Linked DNA regions of Mus musculus: regions 2, 3, 4, 5, 6 and 7 are each linked to region 1. A link is a contact called in public promoter capture Hi-C data. All regions are on one chromosome and are shown on one strand. The core of a region is the stretch at or near the end of the contact, and the rest is flanking DNA. Distances in the headings are between cores, read along the strand shown. Region 1 holds the start of Map3k10 (mitogen-activated protein kinase kinase kinase 10). Region 2 holds the start of Gsk3a (glycogen synthase kinase 3 alpha). Region 3 holds the start of Zfp568 (zinc finger protein 568). Region 4 holds the start of Zfp74 (zinc finger protein 74). Region 5 holds the start of 4732471J01Rik (RIKEN cDNA 4732471J01 gene). Region 6 holds the start of Zfp383 (zinc finger protein 383). Region 7 holds the start of Zfp790 (zinc finger protein 790).

Evidence for each region. Promoter capture Hi-C pulls out the DNA fragments that hold promoters and counts their contacts. Capture Hi-C pulls out chosen DNA fragments and counts their contacts.
Region 2: a contact with region 1 is called in a promoter capture Hi-C map of pre-B cells, with 4 times the contacts expected there. The contact joins the promoter of Gsk3a here to the promoter of Map3k10 in region 1. A contact is called at or near these places in 4 of 39 promoter capture datasets (hippocampal neurons, liver, maxillary cranial neural crest and 1 more).
Region 3: a promoter capture Hi-C map of liver shows a contact between it and region 1, with 5 times the contacts expected there. The contact joins the promoter of Zfp568 here to the promoter of Map3k10 in region 1. A contact is called at or near these places in 2 of 39 promoter capture datasets (both in liver) and 1 of 115 datasets of contacts at active chromatin or transcription factors (astrocytes).
Region 4: a promoter capture Hi-C map of adipose tissue shows a contact between it and region 1, with 3 times the contacts expected there. The contact joins the promoter of Zfp74 here to the promoter of Map3k10 in region 1. A contact is called at or near these places in 1 of 39 promoter capture datasets (liver) and 2 of 9 other capture datasets (adipose tissue and liver).
Region 5: a contact with region 1 is called in a promoter capture Hi-C map of liver, with 3 times the contacts expected there. The contact joins the promoter of 4732471J01Rik here to the promoter of Map3k10 in region 1. A contact is called at or near these places in 4 of 39 promoter capture datasets (cranial neural crest, hippocampal neurons and liver) and 1 of 115 datasets of contacts at active chromatin or transcription factors (embryonic forebrain).
Region 6: a promoter capture Hi-C map of liver shows a contact between it and region 1, with 7 times the contacts expected there. The contact joins the promoter of Zfp383 here to the promoter of Map3k10 in region 1. A contact is called at or near these places in 3 of 39 promoter capture datasets (hippocampal neurons and liver), 1 of 115 datasets of contacts at active chromatin or transcription factors (astrocytes) and 2 of 9 other capture datasets (adipose tissue and liver).
Region 7: a contact with region 1 is called in a promoter capture Hi-C map of liver, with 6 times the contacts expected there. The contact joins the promoter of Zfp790 here to the promoter of Map3k10 in region 1. A contact is called at or near these places in 5 of 39 promoter capture datasets (the C10 cell line, hippocampal neurons, liver and 1 more), 1 of 115 datasets of contacts at active chromatin or transcription factors (astrocytes) and 1 of 9 other capture datasets (liver).

The regions. Positions count from the first base shown.
Region 1 is chr7:27,672,431-27,676,794 of GRCm38.p6, forward strand. Map3k10 (mitogen-activated protein kinase kinase kinase 10) reads right to left here and starts at 2,151. Exons shown (of 10, transcript NM_001290528.1): 1 at 913-2,151. The coding sequence starts at 1,594. It also overlaps a transcript of Zfp607b not described here.
Region 2 is chr7:25,235,789-25,240,152 of GRCm38.p6, forward strand. It overlaps Gsk3a (glycogen synthase kinase 3 alpha), which reads right to left and starts at 2,063. Exons shown (of 11, transcript NM_001031667.1): 1 at 1,590-2,063. The coding sequence starts at 1,872.
Region 3 is chr7:29,981,622-29,985,985 of GRCm38.p6, forward strand. Zfp568 (zinc finger protein 568) reads left to right here and starts at 2,334. Exons shown (of 10, transcript NM_001167872.1): 1 at 2,334-2,607; 2 at 3,639-3,705. Gm31735 (a long non-coding RNA gene) reads right to left here and starts at 1,900. Exons shown (of 2, transcript XR_001778074.2): 1 at 1,812-1,900.
Region 4 is chr7:29,951,868-29,956,231 of GRCm38.p6, forward strand. Zfp74 (zinc finger protein 74) reads right to left here and starts at 2,198. Exons shown (of 6, transcript NM_178384.4): 1 at 1,988-2,198; 2 at 1-23. It overlaps C230062I16Rik (a long non-coding RNA gene), which reads left to right and starts at 186. Exons shown (of 4, transcript XR_003946630.1): 1 at 186-2,089.
Region 5 is chr7:25,392,494-25,396,857 of GRCm38.p6, forward strand. It overlaps 4732471J01Rik (RIKEN cDNA 4732471J01 gene), which reads left to right and starts at 2,220. Exons shown (of 7, transcript NR_015569.3): 1 at 2,220-3,460; 2 at 3,835-3,896; 3 at 4,197-4,364. It also overlaps a transcript of Lipe not described here.
Region 6 is chr7:29,906,151-29,910,514 of GRCm38.p6, forward strand. Zfp383 (zinc finger protein 383) reads left to right here and starts at 2,367. Exons shown (of 5, transcript NM_001243908.1): 1 at 2,367-2,501; 2 at 4,033-4,097. The coding sequence starts at 2,495. It overlaps Mir7668 (microRNA 7668), which reads left to right and starts at 359; the gene lies at 359-417. It also overlaps a transcript of Zfp27 not described here.
Region 7 is chr7:29,814,296-29,818,659 of GRCm38.p6, forward strand. Zfp790 (zinc finger protein 790) reads left to right here and starts at 1,777. Exons shown (of 5, transcript NM_146185.2): 1 at 1,777-1,994.

The DNA.
Region 1 (4,364 bases), core at 901-3,400:
GCACATGCCAGAATGATCTAGAAAGAAAGAAAGAAAGAAAGAAAGAAAGAAAGAAAGAAAGAAAGAAATGTCTCATCGATGAGGACTCTCAGGGAAAGAAACCATGGTGTCTTGTTGCTTGGAGATGGCCTAACTTAATAGCGGGCCCACTAATATTTGTTGATGCCCTGAGATACTTTTGGTCTAGATATGATCGATTTCTAGGGACCCTTCCCATCTGCTTGGCCCATTGCTGACTCAACCAACCAGTCAGCCAGCTTTGTAGAACCTGTGCCGGGCAAAGCAGCCTGGAAGTGTTTTCTATCAGCCACTCTCTTCCCAACGCCTTCATCTGCTCCACTCTGCTGGAGAGCCAGCAGCATCTAGAGAACAGTTTTGATTTGCCCCATCCCACCCCTATCCCAAGGCACACAAGGAAGTGTTTGGAGACATTTCTGGTTTTGATAGTTGGGAGCAGGGTTGCAGAGTACTAATGACCTCTTGTGCATAGAGCCCTAAGGCCACCAAACAACATAAAGTGCACAGAACAATCGCTCTGCCAATGACAAGACCACAAAGGTTAACCTTTGTGACAGGCTTGGGAAGCCCTGGCTTCAACTAAGCCAGCTCTGTCCATCTCTGCCTGGTAGACTCCAATGCCACGATCAGGTTGTGGGCATCATGAGGACAGACTCTGCAAGTGGCAATGAACACAGGGACTGTCATAGTGCCATGGATACACCATCATTGACCTACTGAATGAAAGAGACCTTTCTGAGCTTCCCTTTTCTTATTAATACAACCAAAGTCCCCCTTCACCTGGCCCTGCTTGCCCCATGCAGTGCCATCTGCTGTCCATTGCCCTTTCCAACGATCTGGGCTTGGCCTCATAAGATTCAGCGGAAGAGTTTTGGGAGAGAGGATACCACTTACTGTTGATGGACTTGAGGTCCCGGTGAATGATGGGCACAGGGGCATCATTGTGTAGATAGTTCATGCCCCGAGCCACCTGCACAGCCCAGTTGACCAGCACATGAGGGGGGACCCGGCGACCTGCCAGTACCCTGCTCAATGCACCTCCCCGAGCATATTCCATCACCAGGCAGAGGTTTGGGGGGCTGAGGCAGGCGCCCCTCAGGGCAATGATGTTGGGGTGCTGCAGGGCTCCAAAGAGCCGGGCCTCCTGGCGGACCTGCTCCGCTGTCACTGCCGGGTCCCGTTCAGGGTCCAGCCGAGCGGCCTTGACCGCTACTTCCTCTCCACGCCATACGGCGCGATAGACTTTGCCAAAGCCCCCGACACCGATGATCTCCTCCAGCTGCAGCTCGTGGAAGGGGATCTCCTGTGGCAGCTGGAGGTCTGAGGGTGCGGCGGGTGCAGCGGGGGCCACGTAGTTGCTGGGGAAGACGCCCACACGGCCGCTGGGCAGCTGCCCTGTCCACCAGCCCTCATCTCCAGACACCGCACAGTCCTGGGAAAGCACCTGGACGCGGTCGCCTCTCCGCAGGGTCAGCTCCTCGTCGCCCACCGCCTCGTAGTCGAACACGGCGGTCCACACTGGCCCCGCGGGGGTCGCGCCCCACTCTCTGGCCGCCGCCCCCTCCTCCTCCTCCATGGGGGAGGGGCCGGGGGCTGCGGGAGGCCGCTTCACGCAGGCTGCCCGCGGAATGCTGAGCGCGGGGCCGGGAGGCCGGGATGGGAGACAGTCCCTGCGGACCCCGGGGGGCTCCTGGGGACCATAGCTGGGGGAGGGGCCTCCGCTGGAGCGAAGGAATTAAAAAGAAAAAAAACCCCAAAAACCTAAAAAACACCTTTTTCAAACGATAGGACCGATCCCTCGGATTTGGCTGTGCAGGAGAGGCGTTAGGTTCACCTGTCCCCAACGATGTCAGGGCGCAGGGAGGGCCGGGTCGAGCGGGGCCCGCCGGCGGAGGCCGAGGCCGAGGGCAGCAAGCGGCCGCCCCTCCCCGCGCCTCTCACCCCGCGCAGCTCCACCGGCGGCCCCCGGCTCCGCATCCTCAGCCACGACCGCAGGGCCGGGCAGGGATGGCGGCGCCCCGGGGGCGGCCGCCCCGGGATGGGGTGGCGCGCCCCTCGGCCTCCTCACGCGAGGAACGCGTGGGCGGCCCCCATCCTCCTCAGCCGGCTCCTGGTCGGCCCCCTAAGTCCCTCTCCCCGCCGGGGCTCTTGGCGGTGTCCAGTGACGTGTTTATGCTGCCGCCGCGATGCCGCCTGGGAGTTGTAGTCCCAAGCTGCGAGGCCTTGGGTTCGTCCCAGGCTACATGAGCCCTGGTCCTTAGGCCCTATCTCCTATCAGGGCGAATGAACCAACGCTTTCTACAAGCCCTGCAGGAGACCCGTTCATGTTGGAGTTCACGGTAACTGACTCATTTAGCCAAGGGAAACATAGGAGCTGAATGAATGGAGATTACGGACCGATACTCCTAAAGCGGTTCGGACAAGGTTCGCAGGATAGTCTCTAGGGTCCCTGGCTGGAAGTGCATGCTGGGAAATGTAGTTCGTTCGTGGACCATTGCGCTCCTTGAACCACCTGCTTCAGAGAGCAATGGGTGACTGGAGCAAGTTAACGCACAGACTTGTGCTGCCTCTTTGGGCAGGAGCAGGCTGGAGGGCGAAGTGTACTGTCTCGAAGATTTCATAGCCAGATTTGCTTGCCTCACCAGCTATGGGATCACTGGCATCTGCAGTAAGAACTTGTCTATACTCTTCTGCCTCCTATAATGAGCTTCAGTTTGGAGAGAGGGGGCTGAAAGGAGGGGTTTCCGGGGGTGGGGGCTTTGCTCAGATGATGTCATTAAATCTTCACGAAGAGCCTCATTTACAGGTGACTCAGAGAAACAAACTCACTTTGTTCAAGATTGCTAAATTATAAATGGCAAAGCAAGAGTCAAGGGCAGTTTAAAAGAAATTGAAAAATTGAAAAACAAACACTGTCAGTGATCGTATTTTTAAATTGTGTGTGTGTGTGTGTGCGCGCGCGCGTGCGTGCGTGCACGCACCCAAAGAGGGCGTTGGATCTCCTGGAAACTTCAGTCACAGGCGGTTGTGAGCCACCCCATGTGGGTGCTGGGGACCCAAATTCAGGTTCTCCGCAAAAGCAGCATATGCCCTTTAGAGCTGACCCATCTTTGCCCCCTACGGTAACTAAGATTCTGGTTGAGTTTATTTGTGGGACAGGCAAAGAACTGACTGAGAGGGACAAAGGTGTGCGTGTGTGGAGCTTTATTGAGGCAAGCTGACAATCGCTGAGTTGGGAGTCGTTACAAGGGCTCTGTGTTTAGCATTTTATAAGACTTATGGGTCCTCTCATCTTAACATTTTGCCTAGGCATTTGTCCTTCTAACCTTTCTCTAAGGAAGGAAACAACCCTGGCAGGAAGGCCGTTTCTCTACCTGCCTATATATTTTTCTAACTTATCCTCAGCACCATGTTTTTAGAATGCTGCCTTTCTATGTATAGAATGCAGAAGGTGAGTCCTGTATAACGTCAGTGGCTTGTCCAAGAACTATAAACGTCAGGGGGTAGAATCCTGGGTCTTTCCAGTTTGGTGATCCTAAATGGCTTGAGACTCTGGATAGAGGAAGGAAGAGAAGAATTTTAAGAACTCTCATAGCCAGATTCTGAGACACTGATGCTAAAAGATCACAGGAAGTGATACTACTCCTGTAGCTGACTAACAAGTCTCCTGTTGTCTGCTTAGGGAAACTAGGGGTCTATCGAGAATGCTTGTTGGCTGGTGAGATGGCCAAGCTGGAGTTTGAGCCCAGAACCCACGTTGTGGAAAGAGAGAACTGACCCCTGCAACTTGTCTTCTTAGCTTCTCCATGTGCAGCTTGGTTGGCATTGAATGCCTGTGTGTGTGTGTGTGTGTGTGTGTGCGCGCGCGCGCGTGTGTGCGCGTGTGCACTCGCACACACTCACAGAGGTGGGCAGGGGGAGGAGAGGGTAAGAGGGGGGTGAGAGGGAGAGAGAGAGAGGCCAGAGGTGAGCCCTAGCTATCCTGGAAATTGCTATGTAGACCAGGCTGACCTCAAACTCAAGAGACCTGCCTATTTCTGCCTTCTGCTGAGATTAAAGGTTCAGATACCATGGTCGGCTACAAATCTTTTATTACTAAGACTTTCCCTCTTAACTGTGAGGTGCTAGTCCATGATGCTTTAAGATATTAGCTTCTTACTGATGCTGGGAAGTGGTGACGTATGCCTTTAATCCCAGCACTTGGGAGGCAGAGGCAGGCGGATTTCTGAGACTGAGGCCAGCCTGGTCTACAAAGTGAGTGCCAGGACAGCCAGGGCTATACAGAGAAACTCTGTCTAGAAAAAACAAACAAACAAAAAACAAAAACAAAAAAATCCAAAACAAAC
Region 2 (4,364 bases), core at 813-3,312, 2.4 Mb before region 1:
CACAGCCCAGGGAGGGAAAGCTGCTCAGTTCACTGTAGGGACAGGACAGTGATTATTCTGTGGTAGAATAACTGTCTGGCACACATAAGGCCAATACCTTGGGTTCAATGCCTAAGAATGGGGAGAAGTTATGTCCTAGCGCTTCCTCCAGGAAACCTTGAATTCTGTCTTCCATATAGCAGTACACCAACATTCAAGCTTACTTTCCACTGGTGGATAAAGCACCTACAAATTTCTACTTCTAGCAAGTAGCAGTGAAATCACTTGGTGGGGGCCACCAACACCTCAGGTGTAGAATCCAGCCACACCAGGCTACCCAGCCTTTCTTCCCTTTTGCAGGGCAGGTACAAGGTACCACCTTCCACACAAAGGAGCAGAAACTACGGGGGTGTTCCTTCCTCAAAAAAAAACACTGTCAATCCTCACAGCCAGAGCACTGACTTCTAAATCCTTCCTGGCAGAGGTCCTAAGTAACAGAAACAAGCTGGTCTGAAGAGCCATTGCCCTGGCCCTCACTTGGGGATAAGGACTGGAGGGTTGGGGGTCTGTTACTCTTACCAACTACTCTACATTGTTATGGGCACTGGTCTGGCCTCTGTGTGCTCCAGAGTAGTACCTAGCCTGAGAATGGAGCTGCTCAACTCCACAACTGCTGAAGGCATATCCCAGCCTGATGCCTTTGAAGGAAAGCTTTGGTTTCCAATTCCCTGTCTCTGAGTAGCAGCAAGCCTAGTTGCCACTCTTAGGGACCCACTCCCTTTAGGAAACTTACCAACAAAGGCAATTTGCAAGGGGGACAGTGAGGGATATTTTGAAAAATACTACCACATGGCTATTTATTTTTTCAGAGCCAGTACCAGCCACTTCAAAACCATATTTTATAAGAGGTGTGACCTGTGCCCCCCCACTCCATTTTTGCTAAAGAACCCTGCTCCCTCACCTTGTTTTAAAAGAAAACTGACAATGAGCTTTCTTAGAAGCCTGTGTTTATTCCCAAGCTATTCTTATCTATAAACAATAGTGATTATTTACTGCCATCATCGAGGACTGACTACAAGTCTAAACGTTTTCAGTGGGTTAGGTGATAATGTCAGGCCGTATGGTTTAAACCTGGCCCTTTTCTGTGGAAACATTAATAATTCTGAATCGGTGTTTCTAAAGGATATCCTATCCAAATCACCAATTTTGATGGGAAGGAAACGAATAGCCCCCTTTTCATACAGGATAGTGACAGAAATCATATTCTTGTCTCTTAGGGGACAACAATCCTAGATCAAATTGGCAAGTAACTATGACCTCTGATCCTAGTCTCCTGTGGATGGCAACGTCGTCAAGTACTCGAGACCTTGATAACTGGAAGAATAGGACCTGTGACCTCTGTTTCTTGGGTGTTGGTAATTCTGAATCTAAACTCCAAGTGATGGTAAACCCTCAAACTCCTTTATCTCGGAGACAGAAAGCTCCGATCCTGGCTTAAAGCAGCACGGTGACCTCGAGCTTCTCTCTGGGTACATGAAAGAATCTGGTTGCCGTTTGATGCGCTTGGGAAACCCAGATCACCACCCCACAGGGCGCCCCTAAGTACTCACGGCCCAGCTTCACTCCCGGCGGCGGGAAGCTAGTGCCCGCGCCGGGGCCACCGCTGCCTCCTCCGCCGCTGCCGCTGGGGCCACCCCCGGAGCTCGAGGCTCCCACGCCCCCACCCATAGCCCCGACTGACGCTTTCCCGCCGCCAGTGCCTCCTGGGCCAGAGGCCGAGCCCCCGGGGCCGCCGCCACCACCTCCGCCTCCGCCTCCTGGCTCCGCGAACGAGCTGGTCCGCGCCCGGCCCGAGCCCCCAGGGCCGCCTCCCGAAGGCCCGCCGCCGCTCATGGCGCCGAGCGCAGGCCCAGGCCGCGGGGCTCGGGCTGCCTGGGCTGCCCCCGCCGCTGCCTCTGCCGCCGCCTCCCCTGGGCTCCGGCCTCTTCCAGGCCGCGCCGTTCGGGCTCCGGCTCCGGCCCAGCGCCCGCCGCGGGGCACGCCGGGAGATGAAGTCCCTCTGCCGTCGGCTTCGTTGTCACCACCCTCGACCCGCACAGCACTCTGGGAAATGGAGTTCTCAAACCCTCAGAGTAGCTGACTGCTGGGGGCGGGGTGTGACGGCTCGCGCTGCACACCGGGAAATAGAGTCCTGGCTAATGTCACCCGACTCTGCCAAAAGCTAACTTGGAAGCACTTTGAAAAACACAGTCAGAGCCACACACTCACTACACAGAGGAAAAAGCAAGTCCCTTAGAGTATCTCAGAAACGAAATCTTAGCCACTCCAATACTGAGCAGCATCCAAGAATGATGCACGCCGGGAAATGGAGTCCAGCCACCCACCCAATCTGTGGGCCATCGGTGACTTCCTGCACCGCGTGCATTCTGGGAAATCGAGTCCGCACCCGTGAATACTTAGTACTCTGGCTGTGAAGCACACTGGGAAATGGAGTCATCACCACGCCCTCACCGCATTGCAGGTGTAGAATGGTTGATAAAGCACTATAGGAAATGAAGTCTCAGATGCTCCTCAAACCTTAAGTAGATACTGTAACTGGAAGGAACTGATAGGAAGTAGAATAGGCATCGCGCTCTCTCAGGCCAGCTAGCAGCGTCGCAGTTCCTTCCGGGAAATGTAGTCGACACCAAGAGTTATGCGCGTCGCTTCAATGAGCCTGGTGTCTTCTGGGAAATGAAGTTCAATATTGCCTCACCATTGACGAGGCTGATGAGAGCTACCAGCAACCAGAAGCATGCTGGGAATAATCCACAGTAGACTCTGACTCTTCGTGAAGCTAGGCTCTGGGGCTTCGTGGGAGCTGTAGTCCAAAGGGAGTACTGTGGCTGAGAGTGTAGGTGAAAGGTTAAGGACAATTGTTCCCAAGGGAGACTATAATGTGTTACAATGTCTTCTCTGATCCCTAGGTCTAAGACCTAAACCGATAAGTGAGTGCTAGAAAAAGTAGTCCCAAGCAACCACATATAGAGAAGAGAATAACGTCTCCTTACATTCTCAACGGATTTAGTACAGTAAACAGTCCCGACTATGCCTCAGAACATTTGTTTTCCGATAGTCTACCTTTTTCCCTAGCAATATGGTTAGGACCAAGAAGATGAGCTGCAGGATTTAAAAAAAGAGAGAATTTCTGTCCTGAACCCCCAATTTTTTGCGTCTATCCTCTTCCTAGATTACAGGATTCTAGATAATCTGAATGAAGGGAGCCGACTACACGAAGGAGTTTCAGCTTTCTTGAGTATGTCGAGTCTCCTGTTAATCAATTAATACCCGGGAAAAGTCGCACCAAAGTAGGAAACTGGGGGCTGGGGGGGGGGCGCAGAGACAGAGGTCAAAATGCTGTCAGCTCTCGTGCCTCAGAAACGGAGTCTGTGCTCTACTTTACTCGCAGCCTGTGTTCGTCCTAATTGTTGGGGCTTTTCTGAAGCCTACAGTACTGTCTGCTCAGTCATTTCCCTATTGCAATTCTCAGTGGACACGGAATGGAGACAGAAGGTACTGCTAGCGCTTCTAAAGACTACGTTATCCAGAAGGCAACGCACGGGTACTTCCGCCCTCTTCGCAAAGCCTGCAGACGCTTCACGCTCGACTGTAGAGGGAGTTTCTGGAGTAACACAGTCGCATGGTGGCTGCCGCCCTCTGACGGCTGCTCCCAGTTGAAAAGTGAAGTCAAGCCCCTAGGTATAGGATCAAAGAATCTCACTAGGCTATGTAGCAGGATAGAACACATTATTTAACCGCCAGAACTCGTGGAACCTGCCCAGGGGACCGTTCTTGGCATTGAGATCTGTGCGGCACTGGAGAGCAAATTCAAAGATCTGTAAGATGTTTCCAAGTGTCTAAGCAGGTTCTAAAGATGTTTGGAGGAGTTGATGGGGGTCCATGAAGAGATTAAAGACTTTGATATAAGCAATGTAAAACAATTGTTTGGGGAATTATAGAGAACTCTCAAGGGAAACTTATGAAAGGTGTGAGGGAAAACCTCTGGGCTGCCATGAATGAGGAATGGCTAAGAAACACAAGGAAGAGACGTTGGCCTCGAGAGCCATGGAGATACTTTGGAGGAGGGCTATTACAAATGGGATTTTAATTGGAATGAATTCATTTGTAAAAGTCGTGAAAGGTGTATGGAGGACTTTCTGGTTGGAAGCAAAGATCTCAGGGACAAATGTCTTGTTTTTGTTTCTTTCGAGACAGGGTCGCATGTAGCCCGGGGTGCCCTCAAATTCACTATGAAGCTGAAGACATCTTCCTGCCTGTACTGTGCTTGGGTTACAGACTAGTGTTGCCAAGACAGTTTTCTGGTGATGAGAATTGTGTGTGCTAAG
Region 3 (4,364 bases), core at 1,084-3,583, 2.3 Mb after region 1:
AGAAATTCGTGAGAGTATCCCACAGGGGGCGCTCGGGGGGTGGGGGCATTGCTGAATAGCTTTACAGACAGACTAACAAATCTTTCAAGAAAATCTTCTGGACATCTCCTCTTCACAATCACAGTTCTAATTGAACAGTATGCTTATTGACCAGTTTCTACAGAGACTGCCTGTTAGGTGTTTGGTTGGAGAACCATCCTAGGCTTGCCCTCGCCTCCATGCAGTCCAGGAAATTCCATTTCCTCCCTCTCCCTACACACACTCACACACACACTCACACACACACATACACACACACACACACACACACACACACACACACACACACAGAGAGAGAGAGAGAGAGAGAGAGAGAGAGAGAGAGAGAGAGCCCTGACAGTCTCACATTCCTGACATTCCTGACAGGCCCCACCCTGCTAACCTGAAGACATAAACTCTTCAGGTCCCACTCCAGTGCTCCCATCCCCCCACCAATCTATAAGAAGTTCCCACATCATACGCTGCCTGTGACTTTCCAGTTTTGTCCTCTGAGACCGGTGAGTTCACCCAGGAGCCATTCGCAAATAAACTTACTTCTAATTCACCTGAATTGGCTTGTGTCTCCAGTGGAGGAAACATTCACTGGGTAGGAGGGAGAGAAGTGTACAGTGAAATCAGACTGAACATCTTCCTTCCACATTACACACTTTGGTTTCAAAAATATGAAGCCAGCTTGAGATCAAAGAGGCCTTGAAACTGGAGATTATACTGAACTGGAATTTGTAATTAGTAAAAGAAAATTGACCACATGAGTGAAAATCATCAAATGATAACAGTGTACACAGATTATTGTTGTTTTCGGAGACAGGGTCTTGCAGTGTAACATTGGCTGGCTTGGAGCGCACTCTGTAGACCAGGCTGGCTTGAAACTCACAGAGATCCACCTGCTCTGTCTCCCACCAGTTAAACTTAAGCCGATTATTCTAGCTTGCAATCAGGCTTGGAACATGGCTACCTCTATGCCTCTCTCTGACTTAATAATAGGTATAGCTATTCTTTTCTCCAATGGAGACAATATAGGGATCTATTTTCAAATGACAAGTCGTCATTAAGCAAGTACTTCCAGAGGCATTCAGATGTTGGGGTCATGGGGTGTGCAAATAATGAGGAAAGGACCAAGAAAGTCGGAAATAAACCACAAGTAAACTTTATACCCTCCCCCCGTCCCGTTCCCTCCCCCCCCCCCCCCCCCCCGGGAAAACACTTCTAACTGGTTAGGGTCACAAGTCAGCTTCGACCTTTGACAAAGGGAGAGAGCAGTCTCCTTTCTCCTTTTGAAGCATAAAGGCAGGAGCAGAGGTTCAGGGAACAATAAAGAAGGAATTTGTAAATTGAGGGTTAGTTCTGGAGCCCAGGGTGTGGCAGGTAGGAGGATGTTCATTCAGGCTCAAGGCTATTCTAAGACAGAGGTCTTATCTCAGCCTTTAGGGAGCTCGCCCAGGCCTGGTGGTTTTACTGCAGCTTGAAAGAAAGTAAGGCTTGCGGGCATGCAGTAAGATGGGGGCGGCCGTCCAATACCTGGGATCACTCTGGGCTCGGCACAAAGGAAAGCCCGGCTCTTTGTGGTTTGTAGTGCATTCTTTGCCTCTTTTGGGTAACTGACCTGGCAATGGGTAAAACTGGGAGTAGACATAAAAAAATTGTGACCCTCCAGGTCTTTCTTGGCCAGGCCAGAGATCATTACCAGCCTTGTCCCCATTATCCATCCTGCGTAGAGAATGGAGATTAGGAGAGAACTGGCACCCTGACCAATTTGCGAATCTAAACCTCACCTCAGAGATTGTTCCCAGGAGCAGAGTTCTGAAGTCACAACCACTCGGGTGACAGGAGCCCCATGGTTACATGCAAGATGCCACATAGAGGTAGGCACAGTCTTACACTTAAGCCACAACTCCACAACGACCAGACATTTCATGTCCTCATAGAAAAGCTATCAGAATGTATTACAAACAACCACAAAAACTATTCCAGGGCACTGCGTCCGCCCAGTCGCAAGGCTCCTGCCGAGAGGCTGGACAGGCCACTAGCCTTTCTGGGAAATGTAGTCCACAAAGGGACAGCCACCTAGCGCCCCCAGCGCCTCCTCTGGTTGTTCCGGAAAAGACCGTCCCCGCAGCTGCTCACGTCCAGCGCTGCTTCGCCGGCGGCGTCACCGTCTCGCCGCGCTAATGGGCTCAGCCACCTCGGCGCCTTCGGCCATGACTCCTGTCCCTAGCACAGGAAACGCCAGCCGAGCTCTGACCGGAAGTTGGGTCGGGCCGCGGGTCCTTCTGGGAGCACCTGTGCTCTGGGACATAACGGGCGCGCGCTGCCGCCCGAGTGGAGGGGCTGGCCGTGCGTGGCCCGCATGCCGCGTCTCTGAGGTTGCGTCTCGGGAGGTTTTGGCTGGTGGCGCTGCGGGGACCTCTCCACGGGAGAGGCACGGGTGGTCCGGTTTGCGCCGGCCGTGGGCTTCGGGCTGGGCGCGGGCTCTCGGGGGGCTCGGAGTATCCCGGGTCACAGCTTTGCGGAGAGCTCCGGGCCAGAAGGCGGGACTCAAGCCTGTTCGGAGCTGCAACCAAAAACCTGGTAAGAGTTTGTGCTACTCTGGAGATTTGGAGGGGGTGTGGTTGTGCGAGAGCGAGTGTCCTGTCGTGGCCATGTTTGGTGGTAAGGGGTTGAGTAAGGGTGTGGTGAGTGTGGGGATGGCGTGGCGTGTGCAATTGTACCGCGGAGTTCTTAGGTGTGTAGCATTTGGCGTAACTCGTAACTACGGGGAAAAAAAATCTGTACTTTCTAATGATTTCCCCCTCCTCATTGCCGCCCTTTCAACACTTTCTTCTCTAACTTTTTTCAGTTTTTCTTTCTATTATTACCTAATGGCTTGCTTGGCTTATTTAATTTTTAAAAAAATCTTTTCTTTTCTCTCCTTTCCTTTTCCTTTTTCTTTTTTTCTTTTTCTTTTCTTTTCTTTTCTTTTCTTTTCTTTTCTCTTCTTTCTTTCTTTTACCTTTGTAGTGTTGAATTTAAATCTAACGCTTCAATCACACCAGGCAAAAACTGTACCAATGAGCTACATTCCCAGCCCTGAAGTTAGTTTAATAATGGCTGAAAAAAATTCCTAAGCTCAATAGCAAACCAACTGGGATTCCTTCAGTTCACGTTGTTAGCAGATTCATTGCATTTAGCTGATCCAGGCTGTATTTGGTTGAAATTCAGATCTGCTCTCTGTTTGTTGTTTTCTGGTGCTCAAGTTAAAAAGAACTGATTCCAAACATATTTTCTTTTCACGGTGGATTATGGGAGCACAGGGGAGATCATGCAAAGACTCTAAAAAACCTCTGCTTCAAATGTGTCCATATTTAGCCAAAGAAAAGTTGTGTGGGTAAGCTTGTAGTCTATTAAAATAACTATTTGCCACATTAAGAAATCTCTAGAAATACTTTTATACTGGGTGTTACCGTTTAGTGCAAGTGCTCTTTGATGATAGTGTGCTCTTGTTTGCACTCTCTTGTGTGCACTCTCTAGCTCTGCTCTCTAGCTTGCTCACTAGCTCTCTCTCTCTCAAATTACATTTGTCACAAATTTTATATTCCAAACCCTTTGTCTTTATGTTTCAGGTTTCTCATGAGCAACATATCAGCTGAGTGTTTTTTAAACTCATTTGTCTGGCCTGACTGTTAATAGGTGAGTTTAATTCTGCTGTATTATCATACTACTGAAAACACGTTTTTATTGTTTATATTTACCTTGTTTCGGTACCCCCCTCACTGGCTTGGTTTCTGTTCTTGTCTGTGTGTACTTAGCAAAACCTCAAACTTAAACAAGACATTTACATGCTTGTACACCAAACTAGCTAGCCATCTCTTTCTGTCATCCTTGAGTAATATATTACATTATGTTGCAATACTTTAAAAAAAATTTTTTTTTTGTTTTTTTCAAGACAGGGTTTCTCTGTGTAGGCTTGGCTATCCTGGAACTCACTTTGTAGAACAGGCTGGGCTCAAACTCAGGAATCCACCTTCCTCTGCCTCCCGTGTGCTGGGATTAAAGGCGTGCCCCACCACTGCCCGAAATTCTTAAGCTGTGTGTGGTGACACATACCTGTGATTTTAGCATCCAGGAGGCTGACATTCAAGAAGTTCACATTCAAGGCCGCTTGAGGCTAATCCAAGATACAGTGAAAGAAAAACAAAGACAAAGGGAGGTGGGGGTGGGAGGGCAATCCCAGGTGAGCAGATGTATTTCCTCTGGTCTACGTGAATATGTATGTTTATAAATGGTGGTAAATACGCCATATACAATTCATTATCGTAGTCACATGGTCAGTGACAGCCATTCACACC
Region 4 (4,364 bases), core at 948-3,447, 2.3 Mb after region 1:
AGGAAGAACTCTGAAAATGAGAGCTGAAAACAGAGCACCACCTTAGGAAACAAATCACAAAAGAGATCTTTACTTAAATGATTGATCTTGCTAACGAGTACTGCTGTTGTGCCATGAAACCTTCATGAACCCCAAAAAGACCACCAAGGAGCCCCATCCAATGCAGTCACATTAGGGTCTCATGGGCTCCCTGCCAACCCTGACACAGCAGAAACACGGTGCCCTGAGTTCAGTTTCAGGCAAGCATTTATAGAGGCAAGAAGAAGGTATCTAGCCTGGTGCACACCTGATTGGGGATTCATTATGGCCTTTAATATAAATTTAAGCCAAACCATAAACTTAACTCCTGCTTTCCTCCTTATGTTGGTTGTTAGGAAGGGAAGTGTCAGGGTCAGGCTTGTAACCTGGAGGTGCAGATCTGGTGCCAGAAGCAGGTTTTGTTGGGGGGTAACCTGGAAACTGGTAGGCACAGGTCTTGTTGGGGTGTAGCCTGGAAACTGATGCTAGCTATTGGCCTGTTAGCTAACTTTAAGTTCCACCTTAGGTCAGGTTCTCTAAGAGGAGACGGAGTCTGAACCCAAAAGGTTTGGTCTCTCATTGCAACCTAAATTTTATTTTATAACTATGAAGGTAAAGATTCTGTTACTTACAGTATTCATTGCTATCCAGGGTATATCTCTATTCCAATATTACTGAAATACTGATGCATTGATTATTTCAGTAATATTGTAGGATGTTAGAACTTTACATTGGGTATAATTATTTAGATTTTGGAAGATTTTAATAAGGATATGCTTGTTAACATATCAACTCCACTTCTAAAAGCCACCCGAAGAGAGGGAGGAAACAAGAGGAGGTATGAGGGAGGAAATGGGGTACATTACAGCATTGCCAAACAGTTCTGCATGAACTTGGTTTATAACTTCAAGAGGTTGAAAACAGAAATTAATCAGGATATATATATGTGTGTGTGTGTGTTGTGTGTGTGTGTTTAAATGGTATACACTTGAAATGTGTAATTGTTGATGTCAATATGTTAACAACATCAATGGTTAAATAAGAGCCGTAAGTTACAGAACTGTATATATGATGTTACTGCTCTTTTTTTTTCTTTTTTTTAGATTTGTTTATTTTATGTGAGTACACTGTAGCCATCTTCAGACACACCAGAAGAGGGCATCAGATCCTATTAGAGATGGTTATGAGCCACCATGTGGTTGCTGGGAATTGAACTCAGGACCTCTGGAAGAGCAGCCGGTGCTCTTAACCACTGAGCCATTTCTCCAGCCCGTTACTGCTCTTTTAAGAGGCCATGCTCTTTATATGAGCACATAAATGTACGCGTTCATGCTCACGAGTGTAAAGAAGTCAATTTGTCAGGAGCTGCATGACTGACTAGGAGAAATAAATAATTTTTAGTCTTTGGGCTTTTCTGTATCTTGCTATTTGGGAAATGGAGTTGGGCTGCAAGGCAAATGAATTTCGCCTGTCATGTACACAAGACAGTTTGTCAATACAGGAAAATAGTCAAGTCCTGGAGATACTGATGCTTCATATAAAAATATTTTCAATTATTATAAACGGCTAAAGGTAGCACTCGTTCAAACGCGGTCTTCACACATCTCCACACAATCCTACCCGCCTAACTTCCACCCACAGAGTTTTTCATTAATGCATTCATTCATTATCTCAGCCATCACATGTGCACCCACGTTCGTAAAGGCACATAAAGGATAACGAGCAAATTATAGTCACATCACGGCTGCTGCAAACCGCAGGCATCCCGTCCTCTACCCACACCCGCGACCGCTCTACAGGGCCCTGGCTTCCACCCAGCACAAAGAGTCCTGGCCTCCAGCTCACGGCTTCCGGGACTCAACGCTGAGCCGGGCCACGGGTCTCGATCCCCCAACCCGACGCCGCCCAAGGCTCACAGCCTCCGGGCTACGGCCTGGTGCTGCTAGGCTGGGAAAGAAGACCCACAAACCTGGGTCCGCTAGGCGCAGGGTAGCACTTCCCAGAGGGCCGCGCGGCTCGCCGGGCGGGTCTGGCCTTCGGCGTGCGAGTCAGGAGAGTGGCCAAGGCTCGGGTAAGGGCGCGGCGCTGCGGCAGGGGGACCGGCTTGAGCCTGGGCGGGTTTTGTAGCAGCGGCTACCCCGCGGCCTGGCATTCACAGCCTGGGGGTGCAACTTGCAACTGAGAAGAATCCGAAAGGATCCCTTGCGTTCTTGCTTTGAACTACATTTCCCAGAGCCCTTCGCGGCCCGAGACCTGTGCTCACCCAAATGAAAAACTGGCCCTCGGCTATGAGACTTTCAGGGTTAGGGAGTCTGAGCCAGGAAGAGAGCACGGCTGAGTTTGTTTAGTTCCCTTGGATCAGGGCTCTCTCCCGAGATTGTCTACCTCTTTATGATGGGGATGGTCCTCCGGAGTCACAAACTCTTGGTAGCAGGCAGAAGGAGGAGTTACGTGAATACGTGTGTGTGAGAACTAGACTATGGGGTCAGGGTGTGGAGTTTATAGAGTTAAGAGACCTTGAAGTTCAGTGACATTTAAAACTGTGTGAATTTGCAACCACTTTTGTAATCATGGCTGGGTGTTCTCTTGCAGCGTTTCATTGCTATCTTCCAATTTTGTCAGAAACATGCTTTTGTCTATACTTCGTAGACTCCTTGTTCTGACCGACAGTGTTACTGGACTGTTAACGTAGGATTGTAAACACCATTGCTGAGCAATGTCTACATACTAACTAGATCCTAAGGAAACGGAGCCATTTACTAGTCAACTAGACCCTTGTACCAGTTAGCCGTTCTCTCTCCATCAAAACAAAACAATCACCACTGGGGAGGGGGACGTTATTAGATATACGTTTTTACAAATACTTTCCACCCTTGCTGTAGGAGTAATTTGTCCTTTTATTGTCCTGATAATACTCTTTAGTGAACAAGGGTTTTTTGTTGTTGTTGTTGTTTGTTTGTTTGTTTTAAAGGTTTATTTATTTCTACTTGACGTGTTTTGAGTATTTTGTCTGCAGTTCATGCATGCAATACACAGAGAGACCAGAAGGGGGCATCCGATTCCCCGAAACTGGAGTGGCCTGTGCTTGTGAACCACTCCCTGAGAGTTCTGGGAATGAAACATGGGTCCTCTTCAAGAGCAACAAGTACTCTTGATGCCTAATCTGTCTCTCAGCCCCTGCTTTAGATAGATAGTATAGTGTACATAGTTCCTTTATCATAGTATTTAAGCAACATTATTTTATTTCACACAGAATATAGAACTCTAAGCAATAGTTTGTTTCTCTTTTCCTTTCATAATATTGTTGCTGTCAAATAAACTTCTTGAATTTGCCATCGCTTGACATGTAGCCCAAACTGGCCTCAAGCTCAGATAAATCGCCCAGCTTCTGTTTGACAGGCCCACCCCCATCCTAACTTTTATTTTCTGTCTATCCCAGCACCACAGATAGCTTCTCCCATACAGTGTTGGTTCCTAATCAGACACCACAGAGAATTCCATACACAAACACATATCCATGATTCTAACCCTTCAACGTTTGTCCGACTCAATCTGACACTCTCCACAAATCTACCACAGCACATTTAAACATCACAAATATCATATATACTGTGAACACAATCAAGCACACATGACTCCAGAAATGTTTGCCTAACCCAGCAAATCATGTTTTCCACTGTTACACTCCAAGAATTGTGTACATACATACACACTCAGAGAGTTAGGTATTATTCTCAAAATCTTGAAATTTTTCCTGAAGAAAAATACTATGTGTTTGAATGAAGTACAGAGTCAGATGAAGACAATACGGAGGGCATGGCTGAGTGGCAGAGTGCTTGCCTGGCATGCTTGACAACCTGGGTTCCATCCCACAAAAAGATCTGTGAAGGGACTAGAGAAAAGGCTTAGCAAGGAGCTGGAGGGATGGCTCAGTGGTTAAGAGGAGCACCCTCTGCTCTTCCAGAGGTCCTGAGTTCAATTCCCAGCAACCACATGGTGTCTCACAACCATCTGTAATGGAATCCGATGCTCTCTTCTGGTGTGTCTGAAAACAGTGACAGTGTACTCATATACATAAAATAAATAAATCTTGGAAAGAAAGGAAGGAAGAAAGAAAAAGAAAGAGAAAAGAAAAGGCTCAGCAATTAAGAGCACTCTGGGAACTGATGCCCCAAAGATATAGGCAAAAATACTCATACACATAAAAAGTAAAAATAATTAAAATATTTTCAGTTTACTTTATGTGCATGGGTGTTCTGCTTGCATTTGTGTCTGTATACACGTGGTTTGGCGGTGAGAAGAGACATTAGGACTGAGGCTTGTCCGTCCCACTGAACTCCAAGGTG
Region 5 (4,364 bases), core at 970-3,469, 2.3 Mb before region 1:
CCACCTGGATCTGGTCCCCAATTCTGTGCAGACTGAATGTGGGGGTGAATATTTGTAATCCCAGCACTATGATAGTGGAGACAAGAGGATCTGATGTTCAAAGTCATCTTGAAGTAAATGGTGAGTTTGAAGCCAGCCTGGGATGTATATATGATGCTCTACCTCTCAAATAGCAGCAACAACAATAAAAACAACAAGAATCGATGTACATGTTTGGGTGTGTCACGGTCTCCACGTGTGTTCGTGTGTGCTGAGGATAGGACTCACTGTTGGTTCAGGCAGAGAGCTCAGGGGTTGTCCTGTCCATTTCCCTCACCTATCCCCATCTACTGGACATCCAGAAGCAAGCCACCCACCTCCACTACCTGGTCCTCACTCCGTGAGCCTCCTCTGACTTAAGCCTGTTTCCTGCAGAGCATCCAGAGGATCTTTTGAAAGCATAAGGCTGACCTTGCCCTTCCAGCCCACCAATGCTTCCCTGCCTTCCTCCCAGATAAAGCTTCAGACTTGGGCATGGCCTTTTAAGCTGACCTAGAGCCCACCTTGCCTGCCCCAGCTTCCTGACCCCAGCCTCCGCCCCCAGACCTCTCTCTGCATTGTCAGGCGCTGCTCTTCCAGCGGTGTTCCTGCTGCTCTGCTCTCCCCACCTCCCTTGCTCGGTAGCTGATGCCTGCCCGTCCATGAGTCTGATGTCACCTTGTTGGAAAAGCTACCCACGCTCATTTTCTCAGAATTTTCTTTCTTGAAAGCAGGACACATTTTCTCATGTAGCCCAAGCTGGCTTCAGACTGACTATATAGTCAGAGACTACAAGACTTTAAGCTTCTTTCTGATCCTCTTGCCTCGGCCTCCCTACTTCTGAATTATAAGCAAGTGCTATGATGCCTACTGTGTGTGGTCCTGGAGACAGACCCTTGGGCTTTGTCCATGCTAGTCAGGTACTCCAGTAATAAGCTACATCCCCAGCTCCAGGATTTTTCCTTTTATCATACTGGCTTGTTTACAATGTTTTGTAAATGGGTGAATGAGAGAGGTTGAGACAGAGTTCCACTCTGTAGCCCTGACTGACCTGCAACTCACTATGTAGCCCGGGCTTGCCTTGAACTGACTCAGCTTCCCAAGGACTGGGATCAGAGGTGTGCGGCACATGCCTGGCAACAACAGTCTTATTACCATCTGTGTCCTCAGCTCTACTGAGACTGCCCTGCTAGTTACAGAAAGCCGAAGCCTGGCACCTCTAGGTATTGAATGTCTGTCTCGGGATGAAATCTTTGTGACTAGAGCCTTTTAGATTCAGAATTAAGGTTGAGGCATACAACAGCTGTCAGCTCCACACTCCCTGCTCTGAGAAGGCTGAAGGTATCCATCTCCCTGCCCTCACTGGACAGGTACAGGAAACCCAACCAGCTCAGTGCCTCTGTGTCTCTGTCGTCATTTGGGAAATGGGCTGATCATAATGACAGCTGTCTCATCCAGTTACTTGTGGCAAGATCACAAGGATAAATGACGGCTCCAGCCAGTCAGGATACCCTTGGGGCAGAGGTGGGATCTGATTCACAGGTCTGAGGCCTGGCACTAGGAAGGGCCTCAGGAAATGACAGTCACTTCTCAGAGCTGCGAGCCTTTGTGAGTGTGCTTACCTGAACCCCGTGCAAGGGAGGAGCCTTACTCAAGCAGATTCTTTCTGACTCCTCATGACACTAAGGGCAGCTTGGCTATTAACAGCTCCACGTCACACTTCACACATTCCTTTGCTTATCAATCTAATAAATACTTGAATGTCCATGTGTCTGGCATTCCCTGTAAACAAGGCAGACACAACCCTACTCTTAGGGAGACCAGTGTCTAGTAGAGTCAGACACTCTACTCAGCACACTCAGCCAGACAGTAGACTTACATACACCTCTCCAAAACACACACATTTGAATCTGACAACAGCCCTACAGATGCCTGTTGGGAGCTCAGAAAAAAAATTGAGAAAAGGTCCCTGTTCATTACTTCACATTCATAGCAATTTGGTACAATGGGTCTTTGCGATTGAGGTTCCATATCGCTTCAAAGCATAGTGTTCTGCTATGTGTCTTTGTTGGGGGATAGGAGGCTTCAGGGTCCTGCTTGAGCTCCAACACTTGTCTACCAAAGGAGGATGAGGAATGATGAATTTGGGGGTTTTGGGTCTGGTAAGCCATGCCAGGTTTTTTCTGGTTTTGCCTGCACAGGAACCTGTCCCTGGAGTCTGATAAAGATCCATGGACTGCCGGTGGAGCTGCATAGCGGAGGGCTTGCTTAGTGTTCACCAGGCCCTAGGTTTGGCTGTAAGCAGCGCCACAAGACAGACAAAACTCATAACCAAACCAGGACTTAATGCCTGCTCTGATTGAGCCATGCAAAATCTTTGGTTGTTCTGCCACTGTTTCTCCAGCCTTTTGGATCCAGGGAAGCTAAATGGTAACTCCCTCCTTTCTCTAAGGACAACGTAAAAGTTCTCATGTTTTGCAAGTCGCCCCAGGGTTGCTGGGTTGATGAAGGTCGATTGTCAAAGAGCAGATGGATGGATTCACTGAGAGAGTAAGAAGGGGCTGCAAGGAGCTCTTCCAATTACCGGATGCCCCTTCTGCCTACCTTTTGCATTCTATTTATTTAGAAAAAGCGGTTAAAAACCCTTCTACGTTATTCTTTTAAGAGGGCAGAAGACATGAAAACCGCTTGAACCGAAACAGAAAACACTAAAGGCACAGCTCTTGGCCACACAGAAAAAGGAACCTGAGAGAGAACCTTATTCCGACAGACGAGCATTTCGGACACTTCCCCAAAGACCGCACTGGGACAGACGTAGTCCTTACGTCTCGGTGGGGCATTCTACTCTCACATCACCCCCCCCCCCACGCGCAGGACGGCAGTGGATCAGTCCACGGGTCTCTTCCCCCTCGTGGAAGTGGGTCAGTTCCCCCAGTCCCCAGTCCCCCGCAGGATGTGCGGGATTTCTTTTAAGCTGTTACCGACTCACCTTTGATCTTGCCTTTTCGCCACCGCCTGCGACTGCGGTTCTTCGATCCTTCTTTGCCCTGCTTGGAGGCCTGGGCCCCCACGGGCGCCGATTCCACGGCCGGCTCCATCAATTCTTTCCAGTCCTGGCGCGGGGCCCAATTCCAGCGATCAAGTTCCTCTCTTAGAGTCAATCCTAGTTACACACCACTGCCAGGCCCCCAAACCATCCAATCCTGGGCAGGCTCCTCGCGGAGCTCCGCCTTTAATGGGTGGGGCTGAAGGTCTTGGCCCGCCCATCTGCTCAGATTAAAGGAACCGCGCAGTGCACCGTAACGACAAACAAAAAACCAAAAACCAAAAACCAAAAAAAAACCCGCAGTCCTGGAAGCAGCGAGAAGTGCCCTCACAGCAGGAATAGTGAGGAGTCGCGTTAGAGTCACCCCAACAAAGAATTCTCAGTCATCTTGTGCAGGTGCTGACCCTCGCCATCTCATTCACCTTTCCTTGAACCTGGCCCGCCCACTTGCCCCGGGAGCCGGAAGAACGGGCGGGCGGGCAGGGGGCGGGCAACCCAAGGCGTGGGCGGGGACCGACTTGGGGGCGTAGCCGCGCTTGGTAGCCGTTTGGAGAAGCCCCGCCTTTTCCTCCGCCCCCTCACGTGGTCGTCCCTGTTTTTTTTTTTTTTTTTTTTTTTTTTTTCCCCCCCAGACAGGGTCCTAGGCTGTAGTTGAGGGTGGCCTTGGCCTCTCAGCAAACTACCTTCCAGTCTCACATCCGCGCTCCCTCCTAGTTCTTACTGCTCTGCTTCATGAGGTGTCTCTCCCTCTGCCCTGCCTTATTCCCCAGAATCAAAGGAAAGGGGAAGACAGCAACACCGCCGGCCTCAGGGTTGATCTACAGAAAGGAGCGTAAGTCGAGGGAGCCCACGTGCCCCGGAAAAGGCGGGAAACAGAGGAGGCCCGAGACTCGCACATGCGCACATGGCTCACTGTGCTCCCAGTTGCTTCTGGGTTGCCCATGCCAGAAGCTTCTGGAACCCGGCTGCCCTGGGAGGATTAAGCCTCGATTTTCTTCTTGACAGAGTGAGCATTAATTACTCTGTCCTCGGAGAAACCTCTCAGGCTTTTGGGGAGGAGGGACGGCCCTCTGAGGTGAAAGACCATCACTAGCGGCCCTCAGGACTCTGACCTTCCCTCTGCTCCTGTCAGGACTGGGTCCTATGGCTGTTACCTGCCATTGCTTCGGAGAGGCGGCAAGGAAGAAGCGCCACAGCTCACCAGCACTTCACTACGCTGTTTCCATTCCGCCTGGATCTTGCCACAGACCTCTGCAGCCCTATCCAGGCCCTGCTCCCAAGCTTCTCTACCCCATGAAAT
Region 6 (4,364 bases), core at 1,117-3,616, 2.2 Mb after region 1:
TTCCGGTCTTAAAAAAAAAAAGGCCCTGGGCTATTAGTACTGCGCATGCTCAGCATTACCTCCGATGCCAGAGGACTCCAATAACCCACAGCGTGCTTACATAGCTTCAAGATCCTTTGTACACAATTCCTTAGGAGGATCGATTAACATAGTCGTGCCCAGAGATGCCGCGTAGGCCGCCATCTTTCAAATTTACGCATTCCGTACAGCAGAGGAATAGCTATCCAGCCAGATTACACGGAATGAGATAAAGAACGTAGACCCAAGCACTGTGGCCCACGTCCGAGCATCATCCGATAAGAGGAGGTTCTTCTGGACACGGGGTCATGAGTTCTGTAACACTGAGAAACCTAGTTGCCACTCTGAATAACCTGCTCTCTGTGGAAGAAACCATGCGGTGCAGGGGATTCAGAGGAGAAAAAAAAAAAATTGAGAGGGCTTGTGGGAGAAACCATGTGGAAATGAGGGGACAAATCAAAGTGGTACAATCCACTTTGTAAAAAAAAAAAAAAAAACCATTCATGAAAAAGGTAGAAAAAAACCAGCAACTCCAAGAGCATCAGACCAGTATCAGAAGCAACTGGAAGAGTGTCAAAATCTTTAACAAGACAAACCACATTGGGAGATAAAGTAGAATCTGGGATAAATCCCTTGGAAGATACCGCCGTGAAGCTCCCTTCACGTCAGGGTGTCGGAAGGACAGAGAAGAATGCATGGGTGAAGCCCATCCGTTTCCGTTATTCTCCACTCTAACCACCTCAAGTAAACTAGTAGGCAGCTGTAAGAAAAAGAATAGTTTAATGCTAGGCGTGATGGCACCAACATGTGATTAAAAGCACGTAAAATTAAAATATAATTAATGGATAGCAATCTCCTTAGTGTGTAAATGAAGCCTTAATTTAATACCATGGCTCACCCTCTAAATATCTAATTAAGCTCAAAAGACTGACATTACAAGCTGAAATAGGGCCGGGCGTGCTGGTGCACGCCTTTAATCCCAACACTCGGGAGGCAGAGACAGGTGGATTTCTGAGTTCGAGGCCAGCCTGGTCTACAAAGTGAGTTCTAGGACACCCAGGGCTATAAAGAGAAACCCTGTCTCAAAAAACCAAACCAAACAAACAAACAATGCTTGCTTATACTGCTCTGCCTAGGACCGGAGTTCTGTTCCCAGCTCACAAATCTGTCTGTAACCCTAGGTGATGTAACATCCCTTTCTGACCTTTACAGGCAAATACAGGAAAAACAAGCCAGCGATGGTGGCACACTCCTTTAATCCCAGCACTAGGGAGGTAGAGGCAGGCAGAGATTTCTGAGTTCGAGGCCAGCCTGGTCCACAGAGTGAGTTCCAGGACAGCCAAGGGCTACACTCTGTCTCAAAAGACAGAGAGAGAGCGAGAAGAATTGTAAACAAACGCTTCTATTTCCTTTATTAAAATCAACTAATTTAGAGATTACTGTAACAACCACAAACGTGTGACTAGATATACAAACTCATACACATAACTCATAAAATAGAATATTGTGCAGCTAAGAAAGGAAATATTTATATAGAAATGAGTCCCATAAACACCAAAGTAAAACGGTGTACCCAGTGTATGATGAAGCTTGCCTTTGGTCCAAGCATTTGTGAGACAGAGACAGACTGATCTACGTGAGTTTAGTGCAAACCAAGTCTGCATAGTGACTTGCAAGTCCGCCTAGAGTGAGACCCAGACTCAAAATAAATAAAAATTCGAAGAGAATTTTTTTCACTACGTTATAACAGAACCCTATACCTATTCGGGAACAACCACTCGTTTACAATTCTTCCTAAATCTGATAGATTTTAATAACTAATATTCATTCTTTTTTTTTATATGCCACCTAAATGGATCATATAAATCCTATGCTGAGCCTCGCCAACAGAAAAGGGTAAAACGGAGAATCTGTCGTCATCCTGAAAATTCCTACAGTGAGTTACAAGGCCCAGAAATGTCCAGACTCAGGGTGTGGTATCTCAGAAATCATTTCAACAACTTTGTTCCAGGAGACCAGTGCCACGCAGTTCCTTTTTTAGACTACATTTCCCAGAAATACACGCGACTCTACACAACTTCCGGTGCAAACCTACTCCAAAAACATACAGTGATTCTCTGAGATTGGCCCCCTATCATGGAAGGGGCTCAATGCATTGTAAGAGTTTCTGTCCGAGTTTGTATATCTGTCTAGGAATTTCACGCACAAAATTGAAAATGCGGAACGAGCTCCTCGGCCTGCCTCAGGCCGTGCTCTGGCGGGAAATCCGAGAATGGATGCCATCTTCCCCGCCAGTTCCAATCGCGGACTACATTTCCCAGAAGCGTTCGCGAGTGCTAGGCAGCCCCTTCTTTTGCCTGCGGGACCCTCGTCGTCCGGGGACGGGAAAGTGTACGGCGAGCGGCCTATAGGCCCTTGTTAAGGCTCCAAAGCTGCGGCCCTGGGGTCTGAAGGGAAATACCAGTCAGTATCTGAGATGTCAGGTCAGTGGGAGCTGGTCTAGCAGGATGAGCAGCAGTGAGGCTTTGGCTCTGTTTAAGTGTGACCTTAAGTGACTCTAGGACGCAGTGAGTGCGTGGCTGTGATTTTTAGGATTCTTTGGTGGGTGTGTCAATGACCTGTGAACATGCGCAGAGCTGTGTGTGTACGTATGCACGTTTTCTTTATTATATGTGATTAATAACTTTGTGGCAGTGTGTGTGATTGTGTCCCAATGTGTTTGGACCTATTGTGTGTAACGGTATAGCACCTGTGTATGAGGGATATATCAGATAGCCAGTAATTATGCTTCCAAGAGTGTTAATCAGAGGGGGACTGTCTGTATGTTTGTATACTATGTGTATTGGGTACCTGTGACTGTGAGGATGTTTGAGTGTGATTATGTAACTTTATGTGATACCATGAGCATGGTTGGATGTAGCTGATCTTTGTTACTTTGTGGGTTCCTTTATTCACCGACCCTTTATACCCCCCCCCCCCCCCCACACACACACACACAACACCACCCTCCTGCTAGATAGGAGCGAAAGAAAAATAGATGGGGGAGAGAGAGAAAAAGAGAGAGAGATCCTTGACTCTAATTTGTTTCTTCTTTGATCATGACTGCTAACAAACCTTACCATACTCCCTGAACAACCACCAATCCAATCCTGCTTGTCTGGACCCTAGCATTTATGTATCCTCTGAAAAGTCCTCAAAATTTCAAATGCCACACAGTTGCAGAAACTATCTGCCACTGGCAAACCCATACCTATGCTAGAGCACAGGTAAATGAGCTGCTTTGAGGTAGCCCCATATTCCCACACGCACCCCACACGCACCTGGAATTAAAGCAGAGACATACTCTCAGAATATTTCTGTGGGTTTTTTTTTCAATTTTTTTTTATTATTCCTGTGGTTTTTAATGAAACCAAAATTCCAGAATTCTCACTACAATTGGAAGATGGCATGTAATTGTCAAGCTGACAGTATGTGTGTCTTAGGGGCTGTTATGTTCTGTTGAATGTGTATTGTGTATTGATTGTGTAAAATTTCATGAGGGCAACTGGAAGTGATTATAACTGTTGTGTGACTCCGCCGTGAGTCTCCTGTTGTGCCCGTTTGTAGCACTGTGGTTTTATGTGGTGTTGTATTTAAGGGTTCTATAAATGTGGTTGTGATTTCATCCTCAGGATGGATGTGTGACTGTGACTATCCAACCATACATTGTTGTGCTGTCATTTGGGTAGGGTGTGCTTGTGAGGATATATGTGGTTCCATGGTGGGTGACTGACAGCAGCTGTGGGTTTGTAGATTTGGTGTGCCTCTGACTGCCCAAGTGACTCCAATTTTCTGTCCTAAGAGACCCCCAGTGAGATAAGAACAGATTCCAGTATTGGACAACATAGGCTACATTCCTTCTCTGACTCTAGACATTATCATGAGAACCTAGACTTCTCCCTGGGTGACAGGTATGGATCCAGGGTGGCCTTTTATTAAAAGACTTAGGACTTCATGACTCATTTTTTCCCCCAGCTCCACTCCTCCAGAGGTACCCAGTGGAGAAAAGAGGAATGGCGGTGGACCACGCCAAAAATAAGGTACACTGGGGTTTCTGTTGGGATGACCCACAAATACTGTATTTTCTGGCTATAAAAAAGTGTGTTCTTGTTTTTCAATTATTTGGAGCTGGTGACAACTGGCTAGTAGGACATGTAAATGTCACTTCCATGCCTCCCTTTAAAAGTAAGGCGACTTTCCCCAGCCTGCTAGTAGAATAAGGAATGTGACTTTTTGCATAATAAAGAGCAGTTGGCAGGAATTAAGGGGGTGGGACTTCCAGGCTGGCAATGTTGCCAGCAGACAAA
Region 7 (4,364 bases), core at 527-3,026, 2.1 Mb after region 1:
CAGTTCTAGGGACAGCATATGAGGAAGCCAGGTGTGATATGGGAGATGTTCCTGGGGAAGGTATTAATACAGGTGATCAAAAAAGTCAAAAGCTGTGCCCATGATCCAAAACAGGACATCATAGCAACTGAATTTCCAAACTTATAAAAGTGGACACTGCTGATGCACCAACAACCTTGCCTCTAAAATGGTTATTAAACAGACTAGTATGGCAGATGGCCCACAACAATAACAACAACAACAACAAATTGCAGGCGCTTGGACAACTGGTATAAGAGCAGCTGGAGGCTCAACATGTAGAAGAGTCTACCAGCCCATGGAATTGTCCTTTGTGTTGTGAAAGAAAAGAAATCAGGTAAATGGAGGATGATAAAGGACTTAAGAGCAGTTAATACGGTACAATGAAGCAAAGATCAGCAAAGACTTGAAACCAGCAAAGCAATGCAAAGCTAGCTATACACTAGTCACTGTGGGTTGACTCCTATTTATACTCTCTCCAAATATCACATGGGTCTGCATCACCTGACATTTCCTTAAACTTCCACTTCAGGGTACACTACAGGAATGCAGTCACAGGATGGGCCAGAATTTTCAACAGGAGGAAAACAAGCCACATCTTGACAAAAGTAAAGGGATGTCAGGAAATCATAAGCTACAGGACAGAACTCGGGAATTAAAAAAAAAAAAAAGTGTGACACACACTAGGCTCTTGTAGATGCATATTCAACCATTTCAGAGATCATTTTGGCCCAACAGCCATAGCACCTATCAAGAAATCAGAGAAGCCTAGGGGCTTCCTATGCAATGGAAACACCAGACAAAAGTAGGGTGACTGTAGATAAGGACAGAGTCTACCCCCAGGATGTGACACAAGTCCCCTTGGCTGGAGTCACAAAGGTACAAAGTTGCCTCACCTATAGTGACTCTCCAATTAATCCCACACCACGGGGACACAAAAGCTATGGGTGCCTCAAACGAAAATACAATCCACCCCACACGGAAGCCTTAACAGGGAGAGCCAATCACAGTCACTGTTGCCCCCACCCTCACCTTACCTCTACCGAAATTAGAAAAGGTCCACTGGGAAGCAGTCACACCTCAGTCGGTCACCTCACACGCTCCCAAAGTTAGGCAAATGCTCACAAACACAAAAGCCCAGGGACCTCACACTCGAGGGACCTCACACTGGTAAAAAAAAAAAAAAAGCATGGCACAAAACGGTCACACAGACTCCAGCCACACACACAATGGATGCGATCATACTCACCAATCAAGGAATCCTCTCTGCCTCCATATCCCCTAGACTACCACCCAGACACATGATAACAATTCTACACAGCTCCGGATCTCCCGGAGTCAGCTTCATTGCACTGCACAGGATGGTGCATCCAAACCCTTGGCACCAAAGGCGTCTCATTATCCCTAAAGTTCTCCCCAAACCTGTCAGGAGTACCCTGCCCACTCCTTAAAAAAGGCTCCCAGGAGAGGGAAATACAACGCCTGGAAATGTCAGGGGCTGAAAGCTGTGGCCTGAACAACAGATACAAAGTGTTCGGCTATTCGTCGGAATCGTGAGGAAATCCCAGCGGTGAAAGACTTCATAGACCTAGATCAGGCTCCTCGACCCAGCACTATCTCAGCACTGCGAGTTTCCAGGGAACCGAGGTATTCTGGGAAATGTAGTTCAAGGCCGTGCTGGTGACCGGAGGCGCATGGCTCGAGTAGGCTGAGTCATCCAATCCCCAGGCGGAAATCTGTCTAAGGAGGCTGTTCCGAATTCGACTTCCTGCTGGAAGTTGGGGCCACAGACCGGAATGTAGGACCCCAGCGCTAAGACCAACCCAGCATTGGCAGTCTGACCAAGAGGAAGCCTCGTCCTGTAGGTGCAAGAGTACGCAATGACAGCCCTGAGCGTGTGTGAGAGAAAGCATAGGGAGGTTAGATTGCATGCGCGGCTGGATCTGGGAGGAGTTGGACGGCAGAGAAACTGCGAGGTAAGGAAAATGAGCGTGAGCAAGAGTTGGGCTCGAGCTGTGGCGCTTTGTGAGTGGAGCGAGCTGTTGTGGGGAGGAGACATTGTATGCGGATCGAATGGTTCTTGGGGATTGGGTCTCGACTGGATGGATCCCTGTACAGGAGTGGCTGAGATTATAGAGATAGCGGAAGCTTCCTAAATCTCATTTTCTTTTCAAATTACGATTAGTAAGTGCGGTCTTCTGGAGTGTCTGTGGGAGGGAAAATGTATAGCTGATAATAACTAATTAGCATTGTTATTTTTCTGTAAGTTAATTGTGCGGCGTAGGCAATCTACAGGCAATATAGCCGACTTTTTATTTTTAACACAGTGTTTTGTCAGTCGGGGTGGTTTTTTTTTGGGGGGGGGCGTTATTAACGCTCAGGGTACCCCAAGCAGACATCGTCCCTTCTCTAGAGAGTTCCTGAGGAGACACAGGTAAGGTTTGATTTTGAGGCTGGCTTGCAATTCTCTTTATAACCAAGGTTGACCTGAACTCCAGATCCTCTTGTCAAGTGGTTTCTGTTGGTTTGTTGTTTAGACAGGATCTTGCTGTTTAGCCCTGGTCACCCTTCAGAGGCCGTCCTCCTGACTTTCAAGGTCTGGGATAACAGGTGTGAACTACCATGCCCTGCTCCAGAAGGTGATAAACGGAAGTTTATTACAGAGAGCAGCATCACCATGATTAAAACAAGCTGCACACAGTACTTAAGAGCCAGTGGGACACAGCCATAGAGGTGTGTGTCCATATCAGCCAGAGTCAGTGGACACAGCCACAGCGGTGTGTGTTCATATCAGCCAGAGTCAGTGGACACAGCCGCAGCGGTGTGTGTCCATATCAGCCAGAGTCAGTGGACACAGCCGCAGCGGTGTGTGTCCATATCAGCCAGAGTCAGTGGACACAGCCACAGCGGTTTGTGTCCAGATCAGCCAGAGTCAGTGGACACAGCCGCAGCGGTGTGTGTCTATATCAGCCAGAGTCAGTGGACACGGCCACAGCGGTGTGTGTCCATAGCATCCAGAGTCAGTGGACACAGCCGCAACGGTGTGTGTCCAGATCAGCCAGATTTAGAAGGTAAATGTCATCTCATTTCTTTATCTGAATTAAATAGAAACCTCAGTACCATAAGCCTGCCCCATTCCCTTTCTGTTTTTGAGACAGGGCCTCTCTATGTAGCCCTGACTAGCCTAGGACTTACTATTTAAATACATACTCATAGTGAACTCAAAGATTCATCTGCCAATGCTGATATTTCAGTTGTGGGCCACCATGCCTGGCATGCATGTATATATGTACACATATATGTATACATATATATGTATCTATATGTGTGTATATACACACACACACACACACACATATGGTAGCATCATTAAAGACCAAGCACAGTTGTCAAGTGGTAGTTTTTGTTTTTGAGATAGGCTGTAGCTTACGCTGGTCTCAAACAGGATACATGTCAGTTCAGAGTCTAGGGCTGAACCCGGACCCTCCCAGCTCCACTCTCCAAGTGCTAGCTAGGGCTGTGGGGGAGCCCCATCACACCCTTCCAGTGAGTTGGTATTTGATTTAAAATTCAAGTCTTGCATCATCCACTCTCAGGTAGGGAGATGATAACTTCACTGAACTGGATGCAGCCTAGTTGAGCAAGAGACTGCTGGACAGAACCATGAAGGAGTTCTAAGCTCAGTAGCCGAATGAGAACCATGCCTGGCACAGATGCCCATTGAGGGGCTGACACCATTGAAGTGCCTTCAAGACTTCCTCATAAGCCTGGCTCTTAAGTTTTAGTTGATATGAACCATCTTCCTCTACTGGAACTTAAGCAAGCAAACAGTCGGACGGAATGGCATCAGTATACCAGAGAACAAGAACAACCGCGAGCAGGCACTTACAGCACAGCTGTAAGGATAACTGAAAGGCATGGAGAGATGGCTGCTCTTGGAGAGGAGCTGGCTTTGAACCCCACTACCCTCATGGTGTCTCACAACTGGCTGCAACCCCAGCTTCAGGGGATCTGACGTCCAGACACATTTATTTATTTATTTATTTTTAAAGAGCATTTGGAGGATGGGACTAAAGTATTTCTGTTTGTCTGAGAGTGGAAGAGACACCAAACCTGAGTTCAAGGTAGGGTTTTCATGGATTTTTAGGCAAGACAGGGGTTTGGATCAGGCACCAACTAAAACCTATCCCTTTTCATCTTTCATCATAAAGCAGGCAGGTACTAGTGTGATCCGAGGTAGTGATTCAGCCAGTTTGTTGTTGGAGTGTAGACCGTACAAACTCACCTCTGGTATGATGCTGTTTTACAACCCATGTGTCTTGTCATCTTTCTGAGGCCAGTTTCTC